Regions from separate parts of the Mus musculus genome. Here all the other regions are linked to region 7. The links are chromatin contacts, called in public promoter capture Hi-C maps. All regions are on one chromosome and are shown on one strand. Each heading gives the region's core, a stretch centred on a gene start, on an enhancer-like site or on the middle of the called end of the contact. The rest is flanking DNA. Distances are from core to core; before and after follow the strand shown. Region 1 holds the start of Ciz1 (CDKN1A interacting zinc finger protein 1). Region 2 holds the start of Plpp7 (phospholipid phosphatase 7 (inactive)). Region 3 holds the start of Swi5 (SWI5 recombination repair homolog (yeast)). Region 4 holds the start of Prrc2b (proline-rich coiled-coil 2B). Region 5 holds the start of Pomt1 (protein-O-mannosyltransferase 1). Region 6 holds the start of Uck1 (uridine-cytidine kinase 1). Region 7 holds the start of Tor1a (torsin family 1, member A (torsin A)).

What was found. Promoter capture Hi-C pulls out the DNA fragments that hold promoters and counts their contacts.
Region 1: a contact with region 7 is called in a promoter capture Hi-C map of liver, with 4 times the contacts expected there. The contact joins the promoter of Ciz1 here to the promoter of Tor1a in region 7. A contact is called at or near these places in 7 of 39 promoter capture datasets (the SN4741 cell line, hematopoietic stem and progenitor cells, hippocampal neurons and 3 more).
Region 2: a contact with region 7 is called in a promoter capture Hi-C map of hippocampal neurons, with 2.2 times the contacts expected there. The contact joins the promoter of Plpp7 here to the promoter of Tor1a in region 7. A contact is called at or near these places in 4 of 39 promoter capture datasets (cranial neural crest, hippocampal neurons, liver and 1 more).
Region 3: a contact with region 7 is called in a promoter capture Hi-C map of liver, with 2.9 times the contacts expected there. The contact joins the promoter of Swi5 here to the promoter of Tor1a in region 7. A contact is called at or near these places in 5 of 39 promoter capture datasets (fetal liver, hippocampal neurons, liver and 1 more), 1 of 484 Hi-C or Micro-C datasets (B cells) and 1 of 9 other capture datasets (pancreatic islet).
Region 4: a promoter capture Hi-C map of liver shows a contact between it and region 7, with 3 times the contacts expected there. The contact joins the promoter of Prrc2b here to the promoter of Tor1a in region 7. A contact is called at or near these places in 4 of 39 promoter capture datasets (hippocampal neurons, liver and pre-B cells), 1 of 484 Hi-C or Micro-C datasets (B cells), 3 of 115 datasets of contacts at active chromatin or transcription factors (astrocytes, extraembryonic endoderm stem cells and pancreatic cancer cells) and 1 of 9 other capture datasets (adipose tissue).
Region 5: a contact with region 7 is called in a promoter capture Hi-C map of liver, with 4 times the contacts expected there. The contact joins the promoter of Pomt1 here to the promoter of Tor1a in region 7. A contact is called at or near these places in 4 of 39 promoter capture datasets (cranial neural crest, hippocampal neurons and liver), 1 of 115 datasets of contacts at active chromatin or transcription factors (astrocytes) and 2 of 9 other capture datasets (adipose tissue and liver).
Region 6: a contact with region 7 is called in a promoter capture Hi-C map of liver, with 2.7 times the contacts expected there. The contact joins the promoter of Uck1 here to the promoter of Tor1a in region 7. A contact is called at or near these places in 3 of 39 promoter capture datasets (liver and pre-B cells), 1 of 484 Hi-C or Micro-C datasets (B cells) and 1 of 115 datasets of contacts at active chromatin or transcription factors (pancreatic cancer cells).

What each region holds. Positions count from the first base shown.
Region 1 is chr2:32,361,797-32,364,496 of GRCm38.p6, reverse strand. It overlaps Ciz1 (CDKN1A interacting zinc finger protein 1), which reads right to left and starts at 1,299. Exons shown (of 17, transcript NM_028412.2): 1 at 1,199-1,299; 2 at 518-692; 3 at 163-278. The coding sequence starts at 687.
Region 2 is chr2:32,094,099-32,096,798 of GRCm38.p6, reverse strand. It overlaps Plpp7 (phospholipid phosphatase 7 (inactive)), which reads right to left and starts at 1,271. Exons shown (of 2, transcript NM_145521.4): 1 at 537-1,271. The coding sequence starts at 987.
Region 3 is chr2:32,286,653-32,289,352 of GRCm38.p6, reverse strand. It overlaps Swi5 (SWI5 recombination repair homolog (yeast)), which reads left to right and starts at 1,284. Exons shown (of 5, transcript NM_175190.5): 1 at 1,284-1,467; 2 at 1,708-1,756. Golga2 (golgi autoantigen, golgin subfamily a, 2) reads right to left here and starts at 1,027. Exons shown (of 26, transcript NM_001080968.2): 1 at 957-1,027. The coding sequence starts at 1,004.
Region 4 is chr2:32,149,792-32,152,491 of GRCm38.p6, reverse strand. Prrc2b (proline-rich coiled-coil 2B) reads right to left here and starts at 1,344. Exons shown (of 32, transcript NM_001159634.1): 1 at 1,201-1,344.
Region 5 is chr2:32,235,272-32,237,971 of GRCm38.p6, reverse strand. Pomt1 (protein-O-mannosyltransferase 1) reads right to left here and starts at 1,332. Exons shown (of 20, transcript NM_145145.2): 1 at 1,231-1,332; 2 at 461-612. The coding sequence starts at 1,266.
Region 6 is chr2:32,258,668-32,261,367 of GRCm38.p6, reverse strand. Uck1 (uridine-cytidine kinase 1) reads left to right here and starts at 1,263. Exons shown (of 7, transcript NM_011675.2): 1 at 1,263-1,459; 2 at 1,629-1,788. The coding sequence starts at 1,334.
Region 7 is chr2:30,966,537-30,969,236 of GRCm38.p6, reverse strand. Tor1a (torsin family 1, member A (torsin A)) reads left to right here and starts at 1,319. Exons shown (of 5, transcript NM_144884.2): 1 at 1,319-1,563; 2 at 1,882-2,147. The coding sequence starts at 1,383.

The DNA.
Region 1 (2,700 bases), core at 50-2,549, 1.4 Mb before region 7:
GCACCGTAGCCCGGTAACCCTGTACTTAGCAGAGTAGCCTGTGGACTTCATCTCCTGGGAGCCTGGTATCTTCATCTATAAGGATGCTGTTAGGGCCGCTGTGAGTGTTGGTAAGAATGAATGGGTTAGGAAGAAGCTGAGGGCCACGGGGAACTGCCATACCTTGCAACTGCTGTAGGAGCAAAGCTCTTTGCAGCATGGGGCCATTGAGCAGGGAGGTCGAGTGGAGGCCCTGGAGACTCAGAAGCTGTTGCGGGGATGACTGCTGGGGGAGGCCCCTGTGTGATGGGAGTAGGGTGTCAGAGGGGTCCTGGGAAAGCCATCTACCCGGAGGTCTCTCACCTCCATTCTCTCCATCTCAATGGCAGATGGAGGATCCCCTCCAAGGTAGAAACTGATGACATTTAATACTCAAACAAGGATGCCCCTGGGGAAAAAATAACTACTGGGAGCCAGGCTCCAAAATGTGGGTCTGAGCCGTCAGACCTCAGACTGCTCCTGGAAGTGGAAAACTCACCGGCTGACAGGAATGGACAAGGAGGCCTGTGGTGGGGACTGTTGCAGCAGCTGTTGGAGCTGCAGTATCTGCTGTTGCTGCTGCTGGAGCTGCTGCTGCTGGAGCTGCTGCTGCAACTGTTGCTGCTGCTGCTGCAACTGTTGCTGCTGCTGGAGTTGCGGGTTGAACATGGTGGCTGAAGGGGGTATGGTGGGTAGGGTCAGATCACCACTTTGGGATGATCCAGCTTCTCTCCCCTCCCAAAACACCCACCCCAGCATAACGCCTGCTAAGCTTCACCGCTACACAGTCCCACCCACGCCAAGAGCACGCTGCATTTATACCCGGGGCTTCGGGGCTTCCAGTTCTTCCGGTCAGCTGCCAGAACAGGATACACACACAGACACGCCTTCAGTTCTTTATCTTCCCTCCCATCTCTTCAACTCTGGCGGTCCAACCTTCTAATCGGAGCACACCTTTCCACTCCCATCTCCTGCCTGTCAGTCACTCTACACTTCCTGGTGCTTCCCGTGCACACTTCCCTGTTTTGGATTCCGCTGTCCTCTCCCTAAATTGTGTCACTTAAATCCATGAACCCTGGATGGGAAACGCTTCCGTCCGCCGCAGCACACCCCCACCCCGCTCCGTTGTCCCTCATCCCTCCACTCCCTTCCCTCGCAGATATAGCCAACGCCACTTAACTAATCCTGTGGCCTCGCCTGTCCACAAAGCCCGTAGGCTCTCTGCAAGTAGCCGCTATCCCTGCGGTCCACCCTTCCCGGGGTGCCCAACCCTCCTCCACTGTCGCTTCCGGGGCGGGCACCACACTGGCTCCCCCTCACCTCCCGGCAATCCACGAAAACCGAAACCGTGAAAGCCACGAGCTGACTCGTAAGGCGGGCTCCGGAGCTCCCGGGCTGCTCGGGACGGTGACCGGACCGGGACACTCCGAAGGCCCAGCGGCTGGCCACTCCCGCGCAGAGCGCCCTCTGGAGGTGCGGAGGCCTCAGCGCGGACGCCGCGGCGGGCGAACAAGCCTCGCGCGCAGGTCACGTCGCGGGGACCGCGACCAATCTGCAATCGCTAGAGCCGCGGTGGCTCCCAGGTGCTATGAGGCGCCGGGCAGCGTAGGCTCCTGTCCCCAGATCCCAGCATCGGGAAGGGGCGATTCTGAGTTCCCACGGCCGTCTGTTTATCTGGCAGGGGCAAAGGGGACCGACAGTCGGTCAGATCCCAACTGACCTCCCCAATGCCACCACTGTCCCCAGATCCCGAGCCCGCGTGGGGCTGGGACAAGAGCAAGCGGGCGCGCGTATGTGTGGTGAATTCAGCTTTAAAAAAATAGTTTTGTTTTTTACATTTTTTTAAAAAAGATTTAGTTTATGTGTATGAGTGTTTTGAACGTATGTGTATCTGTATATCGTGTATATCTTGTACATCCTGGAACTAGAGTTAGAAACATTTGTGAATTGTCTTGTGAGTGCTAGGAATCGAACCCAGCTCCTCTGCAAGAACAAGTGCTCTTAACCACTGAGCTATCTCTCCTCATCCCCGTTTTTTGTTTTTTTGTTTTTGTTTTTTTTTGTTTTTTGTTTTTTTTTGGTTTTTTTTTTTTTTGGTTTTTTTTTTTTTTTTTTTGGTTTTTGGTTTTTTGAGGCAGGGTTTCTCTGTATAGCCCTGGCTGTCCTGGCACTCACTTTGTAGACCAGGCTGGCCTCGAACTCAGAAATCCGTCTGCCTCTGCCTCCCGAGTGCTGGGATTAAAGGCGTGCGCCACCACGCCCGCCTCTCACCCCCGTCTTTTAAATATGTATTCTTATTTCAGGTGTATGAATGTTTTGCCTGCATGTATGTGTGTGTACTTTGTATGTGCCTAGTGCTTGCAGAGGTCTAAAGAGGGCATCTGATCCCCTAGGAAGAAGTTTGTGGATGGTTGTGAGCCACCTGTGGGAGTGCTGGGAGCTGAACCTGGGTCCTTTGGAAGAAGAACAAACGTTAACCACTTAACAAGTTCCCAAGCCTCTGATTTCCTTTTCCGTTTCATTGTGTTGTGTAGCAATGGCTACATATGGAAACTCACTATAGACCAGACTGGCCTCGAATTCACAGAAACCCGCTGGCTTCTGCCACCACGTCTGACACAGTTACTTTCTTTAATGGCTCTTACCTGCCCCTAAAAAGGTCCTGCCACTGCGGACACCCCT
Region 2 (2,700 bases), core at 22-2,521, 1.1 Mb before region 7:
GCATCCCAGGGGGAGGAGCGGGCTAGTGCTCCAAGTGGCTCAGAGTGGGTAATAGGAAACCTTAGGTGGGTCCCTTGAACCTTTAGACTCTAGAAGAATCCTAGGCAATTTGTAGGGTCTCTAGCTGAGCATGAAAGAGGGGAAAATTTGGGGTCAGTTCAGTAGTGTCTGTAACTGGTTAGGAATAACAACCTGACCAAGACATCACACTAGGCCACTCAGCAGAGCCCCCAAATTCACCCCTTGACCTCTTTGTACTCTGCCCCTGGACAGCACCCCTGTACAGAGAATTGATTCCCAGAGGTGCCTGCTGGCCTCTGCATGCTCCAGCCCTCCGCTCCCCCCCCCCAATTTGCAGGGGGCCCTTGCCTCCCCACACTAGAGGCTTGTCCATTTCTGGGGCACCCTTTCTGCCTAGCCTCATTACACGAGTTCCTTGGTTTCTCACAGAGCCTGATGATCCTGGAAGGGGTTGGGCCGGCTCCCAGAAGGCCTGGCGGGCCGGGTGACAGACAGATGGCCGCGGGCACACTCACCTAGCAGCAGGTTCATGAGCACCTCTTGGCCAGCCAGGGTGCTGCTTCTCACCAGGCAGAGGATGGTGCCCCCGATCCAAGGAATGCCGTGGCCTGTGATGCCAATGAGCTTGACCATGGAGCGGGCGCTGGCCCAGGATGCAGCCCGGCCGGCACACACCCCCAGTCGCTTGGACATGCAGATGTCAATAGCCAGCAGGGAGTTGAAGGCGATGCCCTTGAATGAGGGGTTCAGCTGCATGCAGTCCTCCTCGGGCAGCTGCTGTGACTGGCGACGCTCCCGTGCCCCGTCGCTGGAGGGTGGGGGTTGTGTTGAGGGCCCCGAGGCCTTCCTACCTGAGCTTCTGGGCTCCTGGGTCCCCTTGGGGGGCTGGTTCAGGGACAGGAACTCAGCCCGGTTGAGGACATTGTTGCGATCCCTGGCACGGGCCCGGCTCTGGGAAGCTGGCATGGTGACCTCACTTACTATGAGAAGGCCAGTCCCAGCCCAGTTCCAAGGGCCTTCTCCCAGAAGACAGGAGCCACCACCTTCTCTGTAGCAGCTGTTAAATATAGAGAGGAGACTTGCACATGGCTATTTACCTCCAGCTGCCACCCGGCTCCGTTGGGGACGTCAATGACAGCTGGGCAGTCAATAGAGCCCACCCTTACAGGGCCAGCGCCAATAGAGCCACGGACAGGCAGATGAATCCACAGCTGAGGCCTGGCTGCCTCGGGCCTGGGCTATTTAAATCTGCCAATGGCTGGTCCTTGGGCTCTGAAGAACTCTGGGAAATGTAGTCCATTGTTCTTGATTCACCCTTTGCTTCCCGTTCTGGTCTCTGGCCCTAGCAGAGATGGACTCTAAATTAACACCTGCTTTTCCCAGCTACACTTTGACCAGCTTTGACCAGGGCAGATCCTTCATAGCCAGGTCCTCTTGTTCCCCTGGCTGGGCAGTGGGTACTTTAATCCCAGGGACTGTAGGGGAATTTTGATGTCACTGAGAGCACTCTATGTTGGGTCTCTAGGGCTAAGTCAACTATCCCCTTTCTTCTTTCCTCCTCCTCCTTCTTCTTCTTTCTTCTTCTTTCTTCTTCTTCTTCTTCTTCTTCTTCTTCTTCTTCTTCTTCTTCTTCTTCTTCTTCTTCTTCTTCTTCTTCTCTCCTCCTCCTCCCTCTTCTCCCTCTCCTCCCTCTCCTCCCTCTCCTCCCTCTCCTCCCTCTCCTCCCTCTCCTCCCTCTCCCCTCTCCCTCTCCTCCCTCTCCCTCTCCCTCACCCTTCTCTCCCCTCTCCCTCACCCTTCTCTCCCCTCTCCCTCTCTTTCTTCCTTCTTCCTTCTTCTCCTCCTCCTTTTTTAAAAATACAGTGTTGATTTTGCTGTTGTAAACTGTGGTGCATTTAAATGGTTGTTGTGAAACTGGCCTTCTGTTAGACAGATGGGTAATTAACTGGGAAGAGATCTGCCTCTTGGAGATTGACAGAAGTGACTGCCCGGGGCTCATCACATCGGGATTATGATTTGTCCGTCTGTCCCGCTCAGTCCAAGACCCAGAGTTTATGCACAAAGACCACCCCAGAGCGTCTTAAGGACAAGAAGCCAACTCAGGTTCTGTTGTCTCCAGCCACAGCAGATAGGCCTGCAGGCTCCAGAGTCAGAGCCTCTCACATCAGCTCATATCAGCTGGAAGGCTTCGCTCAGCCTGCCTCTTTCCCGAACCTTAGGGTTTCTAACTGTAACACAGGCATCATAGTGCCCACTTCTTACAGTTGTGCAAGGCACTCAAATAGAAGTTTGTAAAACGCTGAGTAATTGTTCTGCTCACAGTGCTCTGTGGGACTCCATGTGATATGGAACAAAGTCCTTGTTCGTTCAAAAGGACCCAGCCCATGGCCTGCCTTTGTCCCCATTCTTGGCTGAGGTGAGGCCAGTATCCAAGAGCCCTTAATGTGGGGTTCCTTGCAAATCCCAGTTGCATACAGCTGAGACAGATGAAGTAGGGACCACCCTATGTCTCCTCTCTTAGTGTTTAATTCAGACCAAGCTTGGACTGGGAGAGCCCAGACCACATCATATCTTCCCTCCTGGGTGTGGCAACAAGGCATGTGAGCTTCCTCATCCTGGACTTTAGACAAGTTCTTCTGACTGGTCTAGAGAACAAACAATAATAGACATACTTTTGGA
Region 3 (2,700 bases), core at 35-2,534, 1.3 Mb before region 7:
CCGCAGTACTTCCTAAACCTGCTTCCTAAGTTTACAACATGACAGAAGGGCAGAAACCGTGAAGCCACGGCTTTAGTGAACATGGGAACAGAAAGGGCACAGCCCTTGTCATCGCAGAGAGAAGTCTCTACAAATCTATGAAAATGCCAAACCAGACTTTTATGGTTTTTTTCTCTCAAAAGAAGCATGGGAAAGTGATGTTTCCCGTGAGATGCCTCACCCGCATCCCGTGCTTCTCACCACCCCAGTTGGAAAAGACATTCTGGCTGAATTTTAAGTTAAGTTCAGTTCCCCAAGACACTGATCAACACTATAACATGCGTTTTGCTCCAGAGAGATTACAGTCTCTCTAGAGAGCAGACAACCAAATCCAAACCAAACCAATCCATGTCAGCAAGGGGTGCTGACAGTGTTGTGCTCACACTAATGCTAAGTTAAGGGAATGCGGGCGCCTACAGCGTCTCCGCACTAGATTCCACACTTGGGCTCCCTTCCAGGTGGAAATGGGTTCTCCACCAGAGAAACGGGAAAAGGGGCAACAACATTAGGTGAGCAGGTGGAGCAATCCAAACCAGACTCGGAGTAGTAATGACAGTTTCGAGGGGGGACTGTGACGTAACTACATTCCACTCCATACTACCAACGCCCGAGTCGCCTACAGGGCCAGGACCGAGGACCTTGGAGACAGGTGCCCTGGGAGGTCTGGATTGGAGCGTCCGGAGCCGGGGGCTAAGAGACCCTGTGTCACTGACCAAAGTCACCTAGGGGCGACTGAGAGGGCGGGGGCTGGGTTGCTGAGGGGGCGGGGCTGGCTGAGAAGACTTCACTGGGGGAGCCCAGGGCGCTGAGGGGTTCTTCTACCCGTGTGTCTCGGGAAAGACTCGGACTCTGGTCATGGGTCCTGCCGTTGGAGGAGCTCGGGTGGGGTCAAGGGGCCGCGACCCGGAGCGCTTTACCTTTTTCTTGGCCGCAGCCAATTTGCTCTGCCTGGTTTCTTCCGACATCCCGGGGCGGGGAGGGGGGAAGCGGGGGGGCCACATCACCACGATCCCGGCAGCCACCGCGAAACTGCTTCCGGAAGCTACGGCTTCTCTACAAGGGCCAGAGAAGGCGGGTGCAGAGCGCCCCTTGGACGCTCGGAAACCCAGCGTGACCTACCTTCTCCAAGCCCATTGGCTGATGAGAACGATGAACGACAGGGAGGCGTGGCCACGCGGTCGCGAGGCCTGAGCGACGGGTGGAGTTAACGACGAGAGCTGCGCGCGCAGCCATGACCCCTCACAGCGGCCTATGGGAAGCAGGGGCGGAACCGCTTTAACTTGGTGCGTGCGCAGCCTGACGTGGGGCGGTTGGTGGTCTCCGTCGTCGGTTTCTAGTTCCCTGAAGCAGCCGTTTAACCCCAACCCTGGACCCTTCCGAGTTTAAGCCCACCCCACTCCGGGTGCCCCGGACCTTAGGGTTCAGGAGGTGGGTGAGGAGCGCGCCGCGCTTCGTTTTCCAGCCCTTGCCCGACCCCTCACGCCTCCTCACCAGGCCTCTCCGTAACCCGTTCTCCACACTTTCCCCTTCCCACGATGCGCACCCCGACCCCAAAGACCCCCACCCCATCCCAGTAGCTGGGTCCCGACCCAACCTCTTGCAGCTGCGGCTCCCGCGCCCCCTCGGTAACCCCATCCTCATCAGCCTTTTTCTCGGGTTCCTCCCCAGGGGTGAGTCAGAATTCAGCCGACTTTACCATGGCGGCTACCGATCACCGGTGAGTATATCAGCCCCACCCCTCTGCATCCCAGCACCCGCCGGTCGCCTCCAAGCTTAGCCCTTTCCTAATTCCACTCCTTCTCTTTCCTTTCTCAGACATGGGTTCCTCCCCTCCCAGTCCTACCTGCCCGATGCCTACGCTTCTCCAACCGCTCTTGCTCGTTGCTTTGTCCCCTCACCCAGCCTGCCACCAGTCCCTGCATGGTTCCCCAGTCAAGAAATATGTGCATCTTTATGCTGACCACTCCCAATGCCACCCCCAAAACTCAAAGTTATTCATTTCTCATCCTCAAAAGATGAATTTTTAAAGTACTCTTTTAGATGATTCGCTTCTTTTTAGTAATTTCTTTTTTTTTTATACCCCTTCCCTTTGAGACAGTTGTCAATACCAAAGATTAGAGGAGAAAGACCCAAATCATAGTGGCCAACTCAAAGCAAACAGTTGGTTAAAGCAAACATTTTAATTCGTGTAAACGGGTCCCTAAGGCGGAGCTCGAAAAGTCAGCCTCGGATTGAGGACGACAAGGCTTTTTAGAGTTCAGGGGTAGGGGGTTTCTAAATGGGGACTTGGTGGGGTTACAGAGGCAGAACATAAGCATACCCGTTAGTCCAAATGACCTCCTCAAAGACATGATTGCAAGATGGGCAGAACAAGGTCTTCCTTTTGAAACAAAGGTGGGGTTGCAAGATGGTTATAAACAACTTTTTGGAACAAAGACAAGACTGCCATCCCTGTAACAGGCCATGCAGAACCATTTGAAGTTAAGGTTTTAGGTGGGGCATAGCCCAATTCCTTGAGAAGCAGGTTTAATCATAAAGAGGATTGAGTGTATTTTGTACTTAATAAGATGGCTTTTAAGCCTCAGATGGAGGCAGGCTGGTCCCAGACTCAGGCTGTATTCAAGGATGCCCTTTTGTGGTCCCACACTAGTTTAATACTCT
Region 4 (2,700 bases), core at 95-2,594, 1.2 Mb before region 7:
ATTTTGTTGGGTTTTCACCATGTAGCCCAGGCTGACCTGGAACTTCCAGCAGTCCTACATCACCCAATGTTTTGAATCCCTTCTCCAACGCTGCCACTTCAAACCAGCACCTGTGGCATGCCCCAGCATGGATGACACCACAAGTGGCCAGCCTTCTGTCCTAGGTTGACAGCACAGAGTAACTACAGAGCACCGACGGCTTGCCAAGTCATGCCTCTCTGCCTGTGAAGGCTGAGTAGTCCCTCGGTGGCAGCAAGCATCCCACTCCACAGCCTGTACCCCTCAGGTCCCAGCTTGCACCACGACGGTGCAGACATTACGATACAAAGCAAGCCCCTGCGGTTGTACTGCTGAGAAAGGGCGCTGAGGCTTCAGACAGACGGACAGAAAACCCAAGTGAGATATACAACGCAAACAGACAACACACCGAAATACACGCTAACCTTTCCAGGAAAGAAAAAACGTAGGTGAAATTTAACTACCCTGCAAAAGACAGCTTTATAAAGGTTTCTCCCAGGCAGCCATTTAGCAAATGACACACTCCGGAGAGCATCGGCGCCCCCCTTCTCCCACTTCCTTCAAGCTCACCATTGCCTGGGGAAGGGGGGCGACACCTATTCTTGCCTAACAGTGGGCTTCATCCCCCCACGATATTTACAAAGAAGAAAGGAAAGCAGCAGCGTCCACTTTTATGCAGGCAGATCCTCTCCAGAGAGGCCCACCATCTATCTCAATAGGTCTGCATTTCTCTCTTAAAAGGTAGACGAAGAAAAAGAAACAAACAAAAAAATCAATCTGGCAGGCCCCGAGCAGCGACATCCTGTTTATCATTAAACATTTTTAGCAGCGGCTCCGGGTGCCGTGAAAACACCACCCCGCTTCCCTCAGCCGAACCCACCCGAGCCGGGGCGGCGCTCGGCCTGCGGTTCCGGGCGGCCTCGGGGTCCCGCGTCCCCCACCCCGGCCGACAAGGCCGCCGTCCCCGGGCGCAGGAGAGCCCTCGGGCTCGATCCCGACCCCGAGCCTTGCCCAGCCCCGCTCGGCCCGCCGTCCTCCCGCCCTGGCCGCGAAGACACAACAATGGCGAGCTGGGGAGCGCCGAGCAGGCCGCCCAGGCCGCAGCCCCGCGCCCGCCGCAGCGCACCGCCGCGGAGACAAAGCGCAACCCCGGCCTCTGCCCTGGCCCCGGCCCCGGCCCACCTGGTCTGCGTCCGCGCGCGACGGGCCCGGGCGATGGCGGTCGGGCGGCGGCCGGGCGCGGGGGCGGCGGATGGCGGCGGATTGCGCGGCGGCGGCGCGGGGCTCGGCGCTCTGCGCTCCTGCCTCTGCCTCCTCCTCCTCCTCCCGCTCCTCGGCGCTCGCTGGAGCCTCGGCGCTGTGGCTCGCCGCCGCCTCCCGCCCGCGCTCGGCTCCCCGCCCCCCGCCGCCGCCGCCTCCGCCTCCGCGCCGCCCCCGCCCGCCGCCCGCACGGTGGCCCGCGCAGCGCCCCCTGCTGCGTCGCCCCTGTCCCGGGAGGGAGGGCGGGGGAGAGGAGGAGGGAGAGCGCGGGGAGCGAGCTGGGCCGCGGTGCAGAGGGGCTGCGGAAGAGAGGGACCTAGATGGAGAGGAGGCTCGGCTGGAGAGGGGACGCGGTGGAGAGGGACCTTGATGGACAAGGGGCTTACGTGGAGAGGAGGCCGAGGTGGAGAAGGGGCCCAAATGGAAAGACCTTGATGAAGAAGGGGCCTAGGTGGAGAGGGACCTTGATGGAGAAGGGGCCTAGGTGGAGAGAGACCTTGATGGAGAAGAGGCCTTGGTGGAGAGGGACCTTGATGGAGAAGAGGCCTTGGTGGAGAGGGACTTTGATGGAGAAGGGGCCTAGGTGGAAAGGAACCAGGAGAAGGAGGAAGCCCTGGTGCAAAGAGGCTGCAATGGAGAGGACGGCTCAAATGGAGAAAAAGTAAAGGAACTGGGGGGAGAGGGGGATCCCAGTAGCAAGATACATGGATGGAGATGGGGTCCCAAATCAGAGGGGTCTTCATGGAGAGAGGCTCCTGGTGAAGAGGAATCTCAACGGAGAGTGGATCTGGTTGAAGACCACCCCCACCCATGGAGAAGGCCTCCTCCATGGGTGGGGGAGGGGCTCTTGAAAGAAGCAGACATAGACTGGGAGGGGACCCCAGGGAGAGCTCTGGGGTGAGAATGCAAAAGGGTGGGGAGAATGGGGAGGACTCAGCACCCTAAAAGGCAGGGGATGCAGACCTGAGAGGGAGGGGGGCTCAGAAGAGGGACTGAACTTGGATCCTGCTCCCACCACCCCCAGAGCTCTAGAGCCTCTTGACAGACAAACCTGACAGCCTGACAGTCCTGACCTGTTAGAATGTGTGGAGGGAGAGGGGGATCCCAGTGGCAAGATACATGCAGGAAACACGCAGAAGTGGTACGGCAGAAGTGGTACGGCAGAAGTGGTACGGCAGAAGTGGTTCGTTGCACCATTCCACAGCAAGGTCTCCCTTCCATAACAAGTGCACCGTATAGACACTTCACCTTTTTTTGTTGTTGTTTTATTTTGTTTTGTTTTTCAAGACAGGGTTTCTCTGTGTATCCCTGGCTGTCCTGGAACTCACTCTGTAGACCAGGCTGCCCTCAAACTCAGAAATCTGCCTGCCTCTGTCTCCCAAGTGCTGGAATTAAAGGCTTGCACCACCACTGCCCGGCCAC
Region 5 (2,700 bases), core at 83-2,582, 1.3 Mb before region 7:
AAGTTTTCCTCTGAGCCTGCTTGCCCTCGCCTTGCTAGCAAGACCATTCCTTCCTTGGCACTAGAGCCCACTTCTTTGGGAAGCCAGAGTATACTGAAGACCAGCTGAGACACCCAGCCATGTGGACTGAGCAGAAAACTACTGGAGTCCTGGACTTTTCCATTCACAGTCAGCGATTGTTGGATTAGCTGGACTGCAGCCAGTAAGTCGTCATTCCAATAAATCATATGTATATATGTATACTATATTATATTTATTTACATATACACACATGCAAACATAGTGTTCTTCTTAAGTTGTTACTCTAGAGAACCCTGAGCAATACACTGCTAAAACATCCATCACCAAGAGATCCAAGAAACCCAGAATGTCTCTCTTTTGCACTGTACGGCAAGGTGATTCCTGTCACTAATTACAATGACTCTTGGATCATTGACTCTCCTCCCCGATCTCTACTTACACCACAGCCCGAGGGTAGGAGAGTTGCCATAGTCGGGTAAGTAGTCCCAGGCCAGTCAGAGCTACCAAGTTCAAATTGATGTCAACAGTCACCACTAGAGGCCGTTTCAAAAATCTTAACATTTTGCAGAAAAGCCAGCTCGGGAGGACTCCCTGGAAAAGAGGGAAAGAACTACCATTAAAGTAAACGGACAGCAGCCCGGGAAGGCACAAACGAGGCCACAGGGTCCTAAAGCCGCCTGGCGTCACGATGAATTTACAGCATAGCGGGTTGGGTTAATAGAACCAGAAGGACTCTTCCAGAACATACCTGTTGGAGAATTACAGTTGTGTTCAAGCACAGGGTATACATAAAAACATCTGAGGGGTGAATTCAGGAATCTCAGAACTGGATACTCATTTCTACAAGTCATTCCAAAAACACCTGCTGGGCACTTGCTAGGAACAAGGCTGCTAATGAATGAAGTGGCCTCTCCTGTCCCTTCCCAATGTGGTTGAAAACTAAGACCCTGAGGAGCTCTGGGCACTGTCATAGCCCAGTGACCTGGATGGACTTTTCCCTCTTCTGGAGGCATTCCTCTCCTCCTAGAGTTGCTTGTGCCCCGAGCCCGTTCTTTCTCTACAGTTCTTCCCACTCTGGCTTTTACAAGAGGCCGCCCTGGAAACGACTTGCTCAGCCAGGATCCGAACATCCACCGTCCCTAGCGCGCCGCCCCTAAGCCGGATCCCAGACCCCAGGAGGGCTCTCAAATCTGGCACTCCAAAACCTACGAGCGTTTCTTCGAGTCCCGTAGAGTGGCTCCCCATGTGGAGCCAGGCCTGCGAACCGCCAGGCAGGATCGACCGTTGGGGGCGAGGCCGCTCGATTACTCTGCAGCGGCCACGGATCGACGCTCAACTAGTTGTGTCTACGCGGCCGACAGACTCTGAGACGCGCGTGCGCAGCCGGAGCGCGAGGTAGTGGCGCGCATGCGCGGCGTGCTCACCGGCCATCAAAGTTGGGCATACTGACTGTCCTATCCTTAGGGCTCCCTTTCCCCTTTTTAATAAAGCACAGTGTGTTTCCACAAGCTGTTCACGTGCTCGGAGCTCTCCGTTTCGGGCCTCGCGTCTACTTTAGCGGTTTCGTTAAGCAGCGCGTTAGCTTACGGGCAGGAGTAAGAGCTTTGAAGCCTCGGGTGCGTTGTACCTCCTGGAGCTGTGTGAGTGGTGGATCGCTTTTTCTCAACTCTTCCCACACTGGAATGCCTACAAGCTGTCTGTCCCTCCTCCTCCCCAAGGTCTCAGGCTCGCTATGTAGAGGATGATGGCTTTGAACTACTGCCTTTGCTTCCCCAGCGCAGGTATTACAATCATGCCTTTTTAGGTGGGTGGGTATTACAATCACGCTCAGATGGCAAGCCAAGCCCGAACCGACTCCAGATGTTTTGCCAAAATTCAGTTTTTACAAGTTAGCTTAGCATTGGGTGACATCCGGTTTAAGATTGTAGCAATGGGGCTGGGCGATCGCTCAGTGGTTAGGAGCACTGGATGCTCTTAAAGAGGTCCTTAGGGATTTTCTTCTTCTTCTTCTTCTTTTTTTTTTTCGAGACAGGGTTTCTCTGTATAGCCCTGGCTGTCCTGGAACTCACGCTGTAGAGCAGGCGGATTTCTGAGTTCGAGGCCAGCCTGGTCTACAGATATACAGAGAAACCCTGTCTCGAAAACAAAACAAACAAAAACAAAAAAAGAGGTCCTTGATTCCATTTCCAGCATCCACATGACAGCTCAGAATCATCTGGAACCGCAATTCCAGAGAATCTGGCACCAGGCAGTCAAGTTACCACAGATACATATAAAATACATTAGTCAAGAGTGCACGGAATTGTTTGTTCATCGTTTAAGCATAGTCTACCCAAGTTCCTGCAAAGAAAGGGCGCCAGAAGATTGGAGAGCGAGCTCTTTGGGTTCCAAGTTTAGTCTGATCATGTAAGTCATGCTGGTGCTTCAGGACAGCTCGTGGGCACTCAGCTTCAGGAGGAAATTGTGTTGCTTGCTGGAAACCTGAGGTATGTATGTGGCTTTAAAAGCTAGTGGATGCTACTACCCAGACCCTTGCCTGTTCTGTAGCAAGAGGCTTATGCCTGGGGGACTGGGATTTCTCATGCACTGCCTTTGGCACTTTGTTTTTTTTTTTGTAATGCTGGCTGGCCTACAACTGTATGCTCACCAGTGACTTCTGAATCCACACCACCCTTCACT
Region 6 (2,700 bases), core at 14-2,513, 1.3 Mb before region 7:
CAACCAAGTGCTTCAAGTCTGTGCTGACATAAAAGCAGTTGGGCTGGTGGACTGGCAGCACCTCTGCTCGAGGCAGGCAGCAAGACTGGAGAGTCCAGCAGCGTCCAGGTAAGTGCTCCACCCCATTTCTCAACCCCCTAAGTATTCATAGCAAATGAACGTCAGGAGCAATCAATGCTCACAGGAAGAATTGAAGACCAGGCATGATGGCGCACGCCTTTATTCTTAGTACTCAGGAGGCAGAAGCAGGAGGTCTCTCACTGTGAGTTCAGAGCCATTCGTATCTCCTTTGCAAGTTCTAGGCCAGCTTGGGCTACGCAATGAGACATTTGTCATAAAGAAAGCAAAACAACAACAACAACAACAACAGAATTTAAAAGCCAGGTTGTTGGAGTTGGAGTGAGAGTTGGAGTGACTGCTCTTCCAGAAGCCTAGTTTCAATTCCCAGTACCTACTGGTAGCTTTTAACTGTTAGAAAGTTCACTACCAGAGGGAACCGACTCCCTCTTCTGGTCGCTGTGGGAACTCCAAGCATGTGGTACAAAAACACGGGCACGTAAAACAGCCATACATATAAAGTAAAGTGGAAAAAAAAAAAAGTGTACTGCTCTTGCATAGGACCAGAGTTCAGTTCCCAGCATTTAAAATGGGCAGCTCACAACTGCCTGTAACTACAGCCTTATGGGGATCTGACACTCCCCAGGCACTTCAGTCATGTGCACAGACCCATAACACACACACAAGCACATATAAATAAAATTATTATAAATATTTCCTTTTTTTAAAAAGCCAGGCATGGTGGTACATGCTTGTTACTCCCACCCTCAGAAGGCTGAGGCAGGAGAATGTTTGGGGCCAGCCTGGGCTTCAGAGTACCAGACAGCAAGGGCTATGCGGTAAGAATCTGTCTAAAAATCAAGAGATTTTAACAGATTCATAGATACTTAAATAATGCGCCAGGGAGAGGGAGGTCTTCCTAAGTGTCTCAGGATGACACGTTCTCACGTGGCAGGAGGCACTGATGGGGTTAAGCATAAGGCAGGGACGGTCCTAACCCTGTGGGTGACAGGATCTCGGCTGTGCTAGGGAAATAGGGGTCAGTGGGCTGGAGACCTTGGTCTAGTCCAGCACTTGAGTGTGCGTCTCGTCGGGAGGTGGAGCCCCATCCAGGCCCCGCCTCCAGGTAAAGGGGTCATTCTGGAGTCACTGAGGCTCTTCAGGGACACGGCCTTGAGTGCCGCGCCTCATGCGCGCATGCGCTCATGTCCCCGGAAGCGATGCGCACAGCATCCGTCACTACGTCCAGGCGGGAGCGGGCAGAGTCGGTGAATGTATGTCCGTCGCTCCGGATATGGCTTCGGCGGGAGGCGGCGGCTCGGAGAGCGCCGCGCCCGAGGCCGATCGTCCCCAGCCGCGGCCGTTCCTCATCGGCGTGAGCGGCGGCACCGCTAGTGGCAAGGTGAGCGCCCTGCGCCTGGGCCTCGCGGAGGGATTGCCAGGCCGCTGGTTGGGGCGCCATTGCCTCTGGCCCAACCGCGGCACCTGTTGCTAGCAGCTAAGGGGGTCGTCCCCAGGGGCTGGCGGGTCACTCAGTGCACAAGCTCACTTTTGGCACCTTCTGTCCCCAGTCAACAGTGTGTGAGAAGATCATGGAGCTGCTGGGACAGAACGAAGTGGACCGCCGGCAGCGCAAGTTGGTCATCCTGAGCCAGGACTGCTTCTACAAGGTTCTGACGGCCGAGCAGAAGGCCAAGGCTTTGAAGGGACAGTACAATTTTGACCACCCAGGTACCTGGAGAATGTCTGCCTGGAGAGCTGGGGGTAGAGGATAAACTGCTGTGAGATATGGGCTCTACAGAGATTGCAGACTGCCAGACAGATACAGAGATGTGTATGGATGCAGACTGCTGGACCAGGGCTGTAGGAGATGTTTGTTGGATGCAGACTGCCACCGAGGCTGTCCAGGGATGTGTACATAGGATGCAAAGTGCCAGACTGAGGCTGTCCAGAGAGAACTGCTGGACACCAACTGCCAAGGGGGGCGGGGATTGAATGCAGCAGCAATGGGGCTCCGTGAAACATTACCCTCATTTCCCTTGGTAGTGGGCCCACAGAAAGGTAGGGTTTGCTGAATTCCATGAGCCTGGAGTGACTCAAGATTTTTGCTAGAGCCACTTAGGAAGGAGGAGCCAGGAGATGTTGAGGATCGCTTCTTGATGTGTTGAAATCTCTGCCTGGCACCTTGTTGCTGAGGAGCCCTTTGTACACCCTACCTACCGCCTGCCTGACCTTTGGATTCCCCAAGCTGTCTCGGGGCAGTCAGTCTTCAGGGAGGCCAGTTGTAGAAACAGAGGTTAATCTGGGGCTCAGGCCTTGGAGCTTCCTGGCCTGGTAGGGGCCTGTGTTCCTGAAGGTTTAAGCTTTCCTAGGGACTCCTGAAGGTCAGAGAATAGGACTCTTAACTTTGTTTTGCCAGATACAGAGGAGCAGAGGCTCAAATGATCTCTTTCCCCCAGTGTCAGCCAATCAGAAAGTCTTTGTTCCAGTTTCTGGTGGGACAACCTTACCCTTCATCCTGGGGTGTGCTGTGGGGTCCTCAGCACCCCTGGCTCCCAGCTGCGCTGCCCTTGGGCAGAGGTGGTCCTCCTCCTCTGCTGCACCAGAGCAAATGGGCAGTTTGGGCTTCTCCTGTTTTTGTAG
Region 7 (2,700 bases), core at 70-2,569:
TGACCAATCTGAATAATTAGGAAGCAATGTTTACACAACATTGATGACAGGCAGTTCTCAAAATAAGGATAGCAACCATATATGAGGGCATAGCAATCAGCATGTGAATAATACAAGGATAATCCTTATACAGTGCACAATAACATTATTCCTACAGTTCCCTAAGGAAGAAACTGGGTAAGAAACTATGGGCTTTATTTAATAATATTGCTCATGGGGCTGGAGAGATGGCTCAGTGGTTAAGAGCACTGACTGCTCTTCCAGAGGTCCTGAGTTCAATTCCCAGCAACCACATGGTGGCTCACAACCATCTGTAGTGGAAATCTGATGCCCTCTTCTGGTGTGTCTGAAGTCAGTATACTCACATACATAAATAAATAAAATCTTTAAAAAAAAATACTGGTCATGGGTTTTTAACAAGTATGAGATGCAGATCCCTCTTTTTTTTTTTTTTGAGATGTCAGACTCTCACTGTAGCCCTGACTGCACCTGGAATTCCTTGTATAGGACAGGGTGGCCTCCAACTCAGATATCCAAGACAATCACCTGTCTCTACTTCCCAGAGTGCTGGGATTAAAGGTGTGTGCTACAATACCCAGCCCTCAAATGTCAGTTTTGTTCTGTTTTGTTTTGTTTTGTTTTAACGACAAGATCCAATATGCAGCTTTGACCTGCTTGAAACTTTGTAGACTGGCCCCAACTCATACAGAGTGTTGGGGTTAAGGGTGCACACCACCCACCGCACCTGTCAGATTTAATGATAGGGACGCACGTTGGGGGGGGGTCATGTGGGAACCCACTATATTATCCTCTCATTTTTAAAAATTTATTCATTTACATGTTAATTTATGCATGTGTGTAAGCCCACATGAGTTTATGAGCACCACATGCACGCAGGTGCCTGCGTCATTTCTTTTTTAATACTTATTTATTTCATGTATGTCAGTACACTGTCGCTGTCTTCAGACACACCAGAAGAGGGCACCAGATCCCATTACAGATGGTTGTGAGCTACCATGTGGTTACTGGGAATTGAACTCAGAACCTCTGGGAGAGCAGTCAGTGCTCTTAACCGCTGAGCCATCTCTCCGCCCATCATTAAAAAAAAATGGTTCTAAAACACTGTTACTTGATGGGGATAGGGCAGCAGTCATCATCACCTGATTCCTATAATCTCAATATTATTCCTGTAACATCAAGGTTCAGAAGCAGAAGGGACTTTGCCCTTAACAAAGATGGTAGCCACTAGCGTCGGTAGACTGCCTGCCCCGGACAAAGAGGGCGGCCCCGCCAGCAGGAACCGGAAATACGAGTCTGGGCGGTGCGCGGGGTACGGTGGGCGCTGGGCGGGCGCTGGGCGCGCAAGGTGCGCGGGTCCGGTTATGAAGCTTGGCCGGGCCGCTCTGGCCCTGCTGCTGCTGGCGCCGTGCGTGGTTCGTGCGGTGGAGCCCATCAGCCTGAGTCTGGCCCTGGCCGGCGTACTCACCACCTATATCTCCTACCCTCGTCTCTACTGCCTCTTCGCCGAGTGCTGCGGCCAGATGCGGAGCCTCAGCCGGGAGGGTAGGCGGGCACCAGGCGTCCGGGATGCTGCGGCAGGGGGATGGCGCCGCTGCCAGGCCAGACTTTGGCCGGAGGCCTGAGAGATGAGTGGTCGGGGCCCGGGGTAGGGTGTCAGCCCTGCGCGGAGCTCTCCGGGGCGGCCTCACGGCACCTCTTCCGCTTGGCTTTGGGGCCAACCCCGAGGAAGGGCAGAGTTCGCAGCACCAGGGTCCCTCAGCGCTCTCCAAACCAGGCTCCGCGGGCCCTGACGTCCTGGAAATGGGGCTGCCTTTTGCCAGCTTGTTTCTCTCCTGACCAGAGTGATCTTTCCTTTCTCAGCGCTGCAGAAAGATCTGGATAACAAGCTCTTTGGACAGCATCTTGCAAAAAAAGTCATCCTAAACGCCGTGTCTGGTTTCCTAAGCAACCCGAAGCCCAAGAAGCCCCTTACCCTCTCTCTGCACGGGTGGACGGGCACCGGCAAAAACTTCGCCAGCAAGATCATCGCGGAGAATATTTACGAGGGCGGACTGAACAGTGACTATGTACACCTGTTTGTGGCCACGCTACACTTCCCCCACGCCTCTAACATCACACAGTATAAGGCAAGAGCATTAAGTTGACCGCCTTCGCGGATGACCCGGAATTGGGGTTTCTCTGTTGTGGGGTGGGATGTGGGAATTCCACGTCAGTGAGTGAGCCACAACATGGCTCTCTGTATGTCAGTTCCTCTTTAAAAGGTGTGCACAGAAGTGGTCATATCCCTTGGAGGAATGACAGCTGAAGCTAGGCTACCGTGTTTTAAAGGGGACTGTCAAGAGCTGGGGGTAGCTCGGCATAGAGCACTTGCCCAGAATGTGGGAAGTTCTGTATTATGTCTCTCCACCCCAACTCCCACAACTCCCGCTGTGGCGAGGGTGCACTGGGGGATAGATATGTAAGTTACAAAGGGTTTGAGATACATAGAGCAGTTAGACCACCAAAGTTTTATGAGTGGCCTCTGTGACACTCATAAAGTGACTCGGTAAGGTGACAACTTGGCTGGGAAGTGGGGACATAACAACTCCAGGGTCTTTAGGAGTCGCCTCCCCCCGCCCCCTGTTGTGAAAAGGAAACCTAGAGGCCAAGTTTGCTTTGACCCAGCTGTTGCAACCTGCT